Linked DNA regions of Sus scrofa: region 2 is linked to region 1. Evidence: chromatin contacts called from public Hi-C data. All regions are on one chromosome and are shown on one strand. The core of a region is the stretch at or near the end of the contact, and the rest is flanking DNA. Distances in the headings are between cores, read along the strand shown. Region 1 holds the start of VCAM1 (vascular cell adhesion molecule 1). Region 2 overlaps CDC14A (dual specificity protein phosphatase CDC14A).

The links. A called contact is a pair of places that touch in the nucleus more often than the background predicts.
Region 2: a Hi-C map of retroperitoneal adipose tissue shows a contact between it and region 1, with 1.7 times the contacts expected there. The contact joins the enhancer-like site here to the promoter of VCAM1 in region 1. A contact is called at or near these places in 6 of 47 Hi-C or Micro-C datasets (embryonic fibroblasts, fetal heart ventricle, liver and 2 more) and 2 of 2 datasets of contacts at active chromatin or transcription factors (alveolar macrophages and skeletal muscle).

The regions. Positions count from the first base shown.
Region 1 is chr4:117,509,817-117,512,985 of Sscrofa11.1, forward strand. It overlaps VCAM1 (vascular cell adhesion molecule 1), which reads right to left and starts at 1,395. Exons shown (of 8, transcript NM_213891.1): 1 at 1,235-1,395; 2 at 442-682; 3 at 405-439. The coding sequence starts at 1,298.
Region 2 is chr4:117,697,598-117,700,894 of Sscrofa11.1, forward strand. All of the region lies in intron 9 of CDC14A (dual specificity protein phosphatase CDC14A), which reads right to left. Among named protein-coding and RNA genes, the nearest start is that of GPR88, 75 kb to the left of the region's middle. Within about 2 kb of position 1,749, at least 7 of the 83 cell types and tissues checked have an H3K27ac peak or open chromatin away from gene starts, as enhancers often do. A contact at or near this core is called in retroperitoneal adipose tissue, where this site is marked.

The sequences.
Region 1 (3,169 bases), core at 145-2,644:
TAACCCACTGAGCAAGGCCAGGGATCGAACCTGCGTCCTCATGGATATTAGTCAGATTTGTTTCCACTGCACCACCAGGGGAGCTCTAGAAAAAATTTTGATAAAATAAAAAGAACCTTGAAGAACGTCATTTTATGGCTAAGAAAACTGAAGCCCAGGGAGGTTGAGTCTTACAGTTGGCCACCATGTTTATGGCAGAGTTGGAAACAGAAGCCAAGATTTGGGTTTCTGGTCTAGTGCAAGATTCACTCGCTTTCTCGGTGCACTTTGTCCTCTAACCAAGAATCTGGACATGAATACCATACTTAATTGTTATTCTTTTAAAACCTTACTTTAAAAAAAAAAAAAAAAACGTATTTTAAAGCAAAATGGGGAGAAAATCAAATAATCTCTAAAGTACTCACAGTAGATCTCCACTTGGATTCCTCTTTCCCCTTTCAATTCCCGCAGGAGACTGTGCACAGATAGGAGTGTTCATTCTCAAAACTAACGGGATTCATGACCAGCGTGGATCTGGTCCCGTTAGTTTTCACTTTTCCATTCAGAGGACTGTCTATCTGAGTTCTCCAAGAGAAAGACAGGGAGGACTCGCAGTCCGGTGCGCTGCAAGTCAGGGAAGCGGAGTCACCAATCTGCGCAATCATTTTGTCTTCAGGGAAGATCTCGACTTTAACATTTTGAGCTGCAGAGGCAAAAAGAGAAACCCAAACGTACCACGGGTTTGTTTACGGTCCTATTGCTTCTTCTCTGTTCCAGTAGAACACTCAAAATACAACCTGGCTGATCGCCTTCCTAAAACTGCTTTGGACCAACACAAGGCAGCATTGGAGCTGCTGCCAAAAGAAGGTGTTGAAATCACCTTCACTTAAGAGAACTCTCACTTCTGACCTCGATACCCATTGCTCAGAGTTGTTTTGTCACTAGCCAAGTCCAATGTCATTATCGAGTACAGGAAACTAAAGAGATAGACCTTCCTAGAGATGGACTCCAATTACTCACTCATTTGACATGGAAAAAAAAAGGTTACAAAAAGCATCAACTTTGCAGCTTCAACTATGACAGTGAACCAGTAGATAGCAATACTCAGTGGCACAGTGAAAGTTAGGTTAAATTAAGTCCTCTTGCTCTTTAAAAACCCTAGTGCCTTTCTTCACCACCATAGCAAAACTGACCGAAGCCAAAATCAGGGCTAAAATGCAATGCTAGCATTTGGAACAGATCAAGGAGAACTTACAAACGGCAAACACCATCCAAAGTATATTTGAGGCTCCAAAGATCACGACGATATTCCTCGGCATTTTAAGTTGCTGTGTGACGAGGAAACAATGGTTCCAAAACCCTTCTTTGTGTCCTCCCTGAAAGTGCTCAGGAAGAGTCTTGAGCTCCAAAAGCCAGTGAGGTTCAGTGAGGAATGAAATAGAAAGTCTGCTCTTTATAAAGGGTCTTGTTGCAGAAGCGCAGAGGCGGAGGGAAATCCCTTCAAGGGGAAACCCGGACAGAGCCAGAAAAAAAGTTTAACTGACAGCCAGCCAAGGCCAGTATTAACCCCTTCCTTTGCTCTCAGTACTGAAACTCCTGTCTCTGTCCCAGAAAAAGAAAAAACACTCCCAAGTCTATAAAATTCAATCTTTTCCTGATTTTCCTTCCCAAAGCATATCTTTGCAAGAAAGATATGAAGTAATGCTTGCTGCAGAATGAGGCTTTCTGAATCCAATGAGGGGAAAGAGAGAGAAAGAAATAGAAACTTACACTCGAGTGTTGGAAGAGGCTGAACAGTACCATATCATTTGAATGATTGTTCTCCATTATGAAGATATATTTGCAATCCTACAACAGAGATTAAATGTTCTCTTGCAAGAAAAGGGAAGAGATCCCTTCTTTTGATGAGTTGTTTTTTTGTTTTTTGTTTTTTTTTTTTCTAAGGGAGACAGCATGGCTTTTTACTTTTAATTCACAAAAATCGTTCTTTTGACAACAAATACCAACTTTCTGAAATGATGATCTTGAGCAGAGGAAGGAAGTAAAGAAATGCTACCAAAACAAGAGAGGTCATTTTTCTCTTTTGTTTTAGAAAAGTTACCGATTCTTTGATTCAGTGGCTAGCTAGGTAATTGGAAGTCTTTTGCAGACTTAGATTCAAATATATGGAATTCATCTCAGGTGGTAAATCTCTTGGACTCTGTGAGACTTACTCACAAACACAGTTAAAATACGAACAATACTTTGGGTTTGGTATGGGGGGATGCTGACAACAACTGCATGCTCTTTTTCCCCTCCTAGGAAATGACTTTTAAAAGGTATTTTTAAATGGCTGTTTTCGCCTTGTGCACACATGCTCAAGTCTTTGCAAAATGCTTGGCCATCAAATAGAAACCGGAATAGCCACTTCCTTATAGTCTACATGTGCAGTTCTTCCTCCCCCATTGGATCATCCATTCCTGTCATGGTCCCAGACAAGTTCCTGTTCCTCATTGTATCCGCCTCTGCCTTCTCAATATGTAATGCATGGTTTTACACTTCGCGGAGGCACAGGTTCAATCCTTGGCCCAGGAACTTCTGCATGCCATGGGCACAGCCAAAAAGAATTTTAAAGAGGTATTGATAAGCTCCAAGTGCACTCACAGCTTTCTACCTTCTCATCATCTGAGGCCATGGTCTCCAAGACCATATTGGGATGTTGGGAACAGAAGTGTCTGATTCAAGGTTATAGTCCTTGTGAGAGAGACTGACAAAGCAGAGGGTGTCCAGAAGATAATGATGAGGATGGTAGATGACTCCAAACCCCCTGATCTGGTAGGAGCTGCGGAAAGAATGGGATGTTGAATTTGGATAAGGAGCATCCATGAAGCCCTGTGATCATTGAATGATGGACGTGCCTAGGAAGGATATACTTGCTGCTCTGTATTATACCAATGGTTAAAAGTAGGGCTTATTGATAGGTAGTTACTAGATTATTAGCTCTATGAAGGCCAGGAGCATGTGTGTCCTGTTCACCACTATAGCCTCAGCACTTAATGTAGAGACCAGTAGATAGTAAGGGTTCAAAAAGTCAACACTGAATGAACAAATACCAATCTGAAAAATAGTGTGACTCATATCCCAATCGTCCTGAATTCAAATCCAGCTACTCTGCCTAGGAATCACGCAACCTTTCCCAGGTATAGATAGC
Region 2 (3,297 bases), core at 499-2,998, 190 kb after region 1:
AACTAAAGTTGCTTCCCCCTTTTAAAAAGAGTCTATAATTTAGATCTATAAAAAGAACCTACTTAGCACGCAATAGTTAGGAGCTCTTACCACAATTCAACAGAATAGGAACATTTCACTAAGTTCCTATAAAAACTTTAACAAATTTTTTAAAGCATTTATAATTAAAGGGCTCTCTGGCACAGTGAGCAAAGACGTTGAAAAGTCTTCTATTTATACCAAGTTAAACACTTGATTGCCTTACAGCGCCAGGCGTTTTCTGAAACCCCTACAGAACATCAAAAATCACATCCTGGAACATCACAATGTTGCCGTTGTTTTAATGATTATTTGTGCTAGAAAGCTTCACGAAATCATAGCCATTCCTTTTATCAACCAGAAGGCAAACTACAAATATTGAACTACAAGCTCTCACACATTCCCAGCAAATTCGTTTCCAGTCTGTCTCTCTTTTTAGTATTTTATGTTGGGGACTGACACAGCCATTCCCTTTTCAGCAGCTCCCAAAGTTCATTTGACATGGGGTAAGATTCCTTCTCCCTCCTCCCTATAGTTCAATTAAAATCCTCAGCGCTACTTTAATTCTCAGAAAATTAAGCTGACTTAATTAGAGCAGATGTCAAAATAATTAACAGGCCTACAGTAGCAAAGTATGCTATTAAAAGCAATACAGCTGTAATTAAATCGCAAGTGTTAATGCTTATGAAAGAAATCCTACATGTGTGTACAAGTGGAGGCAAATGAAATAAGACTCAGTCCCACGTAGGTGAAACCATTGGGAAGAGGGAAGAATTAGGAGGGTGGGAGTAATATACACACACTACTGTATAAAATAGATGATTGGAATTCCGTTGTGGCTTAACCGGTTAAGAACCCGACTACTATCCATGAGGACGCGGGTTCGATCCCTGACCTCGCTCAGTGGGTTAATGATCCTGTGTTGCAGCAAGCTGCATGGGCGAAAGCCACAGATACAGCTGGGATCTGGTGTTGCTGTGGCTGTGGCGTAGGCCAGCAGCTGCAGCTCCGATTCAATTTGATCCCTAGCATGGGAATTTCCATATGCTGCAAGTGTGGCCCTAAAAAGTAAAAAAAGAAAAAAGATGATTAACAAGAACCTACTGTGTAGCACAGGAAAATCTCAACAGTTTGTAATGCTCTGTATGGGAAAAAAGGATGGATATATTTACATGTGTGACTGATTCACTTTGCAGCACACCTGAAACTAATACAGCATTGTAGGTCAACTACACTCCAATAAAATTAAATTTATGAAAAAGAAACACTCTCAAAAAGGCGTCACCACCTGTATATGTGAACAAATAAACTTTGAAAGGCAGCATATGAAAAACTCCTACTAAATTTTAGCAGCTACCATGTTCCCATTAGCTCTCGAGTTCCAGTGACACTCGGGTGTCTCTAGGCCTCCGAGAGGGACTGGTGCCAGGACCCCCGCGGAGGGCGAAACCCGCGGATGCCCAAGCCCTTTGCAGTCCACCTGGCGGATGCGGGATCGCGTGGATGCCGAGGTTCCGAGTGCATGTGAAATGCAGGCCTTTCCTTGGGCCCGGGCAAGCTTTAACAAGATGGGACAGAGGCAAAGCCAGGGTGCAGACGAGTGACACGGGGGGCGAGCCAGCGCACCGCCACCCCGGGGGAACGGAAAGCAGACGTTCACAGGGCGTGAGCAAAAGACAACTCCCTCACAGATCCACCACCCCACCCCCGGGACAGAGAGTCCTGCAAGTCAGGGGCCCATCCTGCTAAGAAACGCGGAGGGGGTTCTGTCCACGTGGACGAAGTTTGACAGAGGAGCCCTCAGCTGAACCCCGGGCCACATGCCGCGTTTCCGTCGCAGGGGCTCCGGCAAAATGCAGCTTCCAGTTGCTGCTCCTCTGTTCAGCAAAGCACCTCCCGCCTACTCACATCTTAAACATAGAAACAAGGGCCTACAGAATGGTATTTTAATTTCTGTCAGAACCAAAGCCATGCTCGTCTGAATAAGTCAATTACAGCAGCGCTAGGCAGAGGAACAGTACAATCCCCCACACCTACCAGACTATTAGCATAAAAAGGGACAGAAACCGGTTCGCAGACGCAAAGCCGGAGAACAGCACCACCCAGTGGCGATATGAAAAGCTGCACGTGAGGAGCGAGAGGTTCCGTCCCGGCTCCATCCCCTCACTGAAATCTCAGTAAAATATCTTTCACCGTGCTGAAAAATCTCGAATGCGAGCCTCCTCAGAAGCTAACAACCAGGCTGAGAGCAAATCTTATTTCACATTTTCTGAGTAGCTGACACAAGATTTCCAGGTAAAACAGAATGTCTGTTTGGTGCCATATTTGAGACATGCTAGAGAAGTCCTCACTATCTAAAGTTCAAATTTAACGGAGCATCCACTATTTTTATTTGCTAAATCTGGCGCCCCTACACCTCCTATAATCTAAACCACCTCTATCCCAAAATACCCGCTCCTGGAGTTCCCGTTGTGGCGCAGTGGTTAACGAGTCCGACTAGGAACCATGAGGTTGCGGGTTGGATCCCTGACCTTGCTCAGTGGATTAAGGATCTGGCGTTGCCGTGAGCTGTGGTGTAGGTCGCAGACGTGGCTCGGATCCCGCGTTGCTGTGGCTCTGGCGTAGGCCGGTGGCTACAGCTCCGATTCGACCCCTAGCCTGGGAACCTCCATACGCCGCGGGAGCGGCCCAAGAAATGGCAAAAAGACACACACACACACACAAAACCCCACAAAATACCCACTCCCGGAGACCAGAGATGCATTCACATAGCTTAAGTCTTCCATTCAAGAGGCAGTAACACAACTGCGACAGGGAAGCTAGCGATGAGCGCAGTAGGCTGCGGTCCCCCAGCAATGAGCGGGAAAGACCCTGTCCCGCGATGCAAAAGACTAACAGGGGAGAGGAAACGCGGAAGGCGAAGTGGGGCTCCAGATAGACGGCGGGGTCATGAAGTAGGGGCATAGCGGCGGAGGGGGTGGGAAAAGGACCCACAATTTCAGAGCAGGGAGGGACGAGGGAACCAGCAACCCTTGCCTGGGGGCAAAGGTACAGACTTGGAGACGTTCCTGCCAGCCTACCGCCTGCTGCGGTGATTCCCTCCTCCTGGCGTCTGGGGTCGGCGAGCCCGAACTCGGGAAGGTAAGGCCGGAAAAACTGCCTTGTCCAGAAAGCCACTCCCCACCCACCGTCCACATCCAAGCAACCCGTTCTTTAGGAAGGGGTTACTTAAGGGGGCTTGCGTTCCAGTTTTCTGAAACCAAAAATGACTCTCCCCCC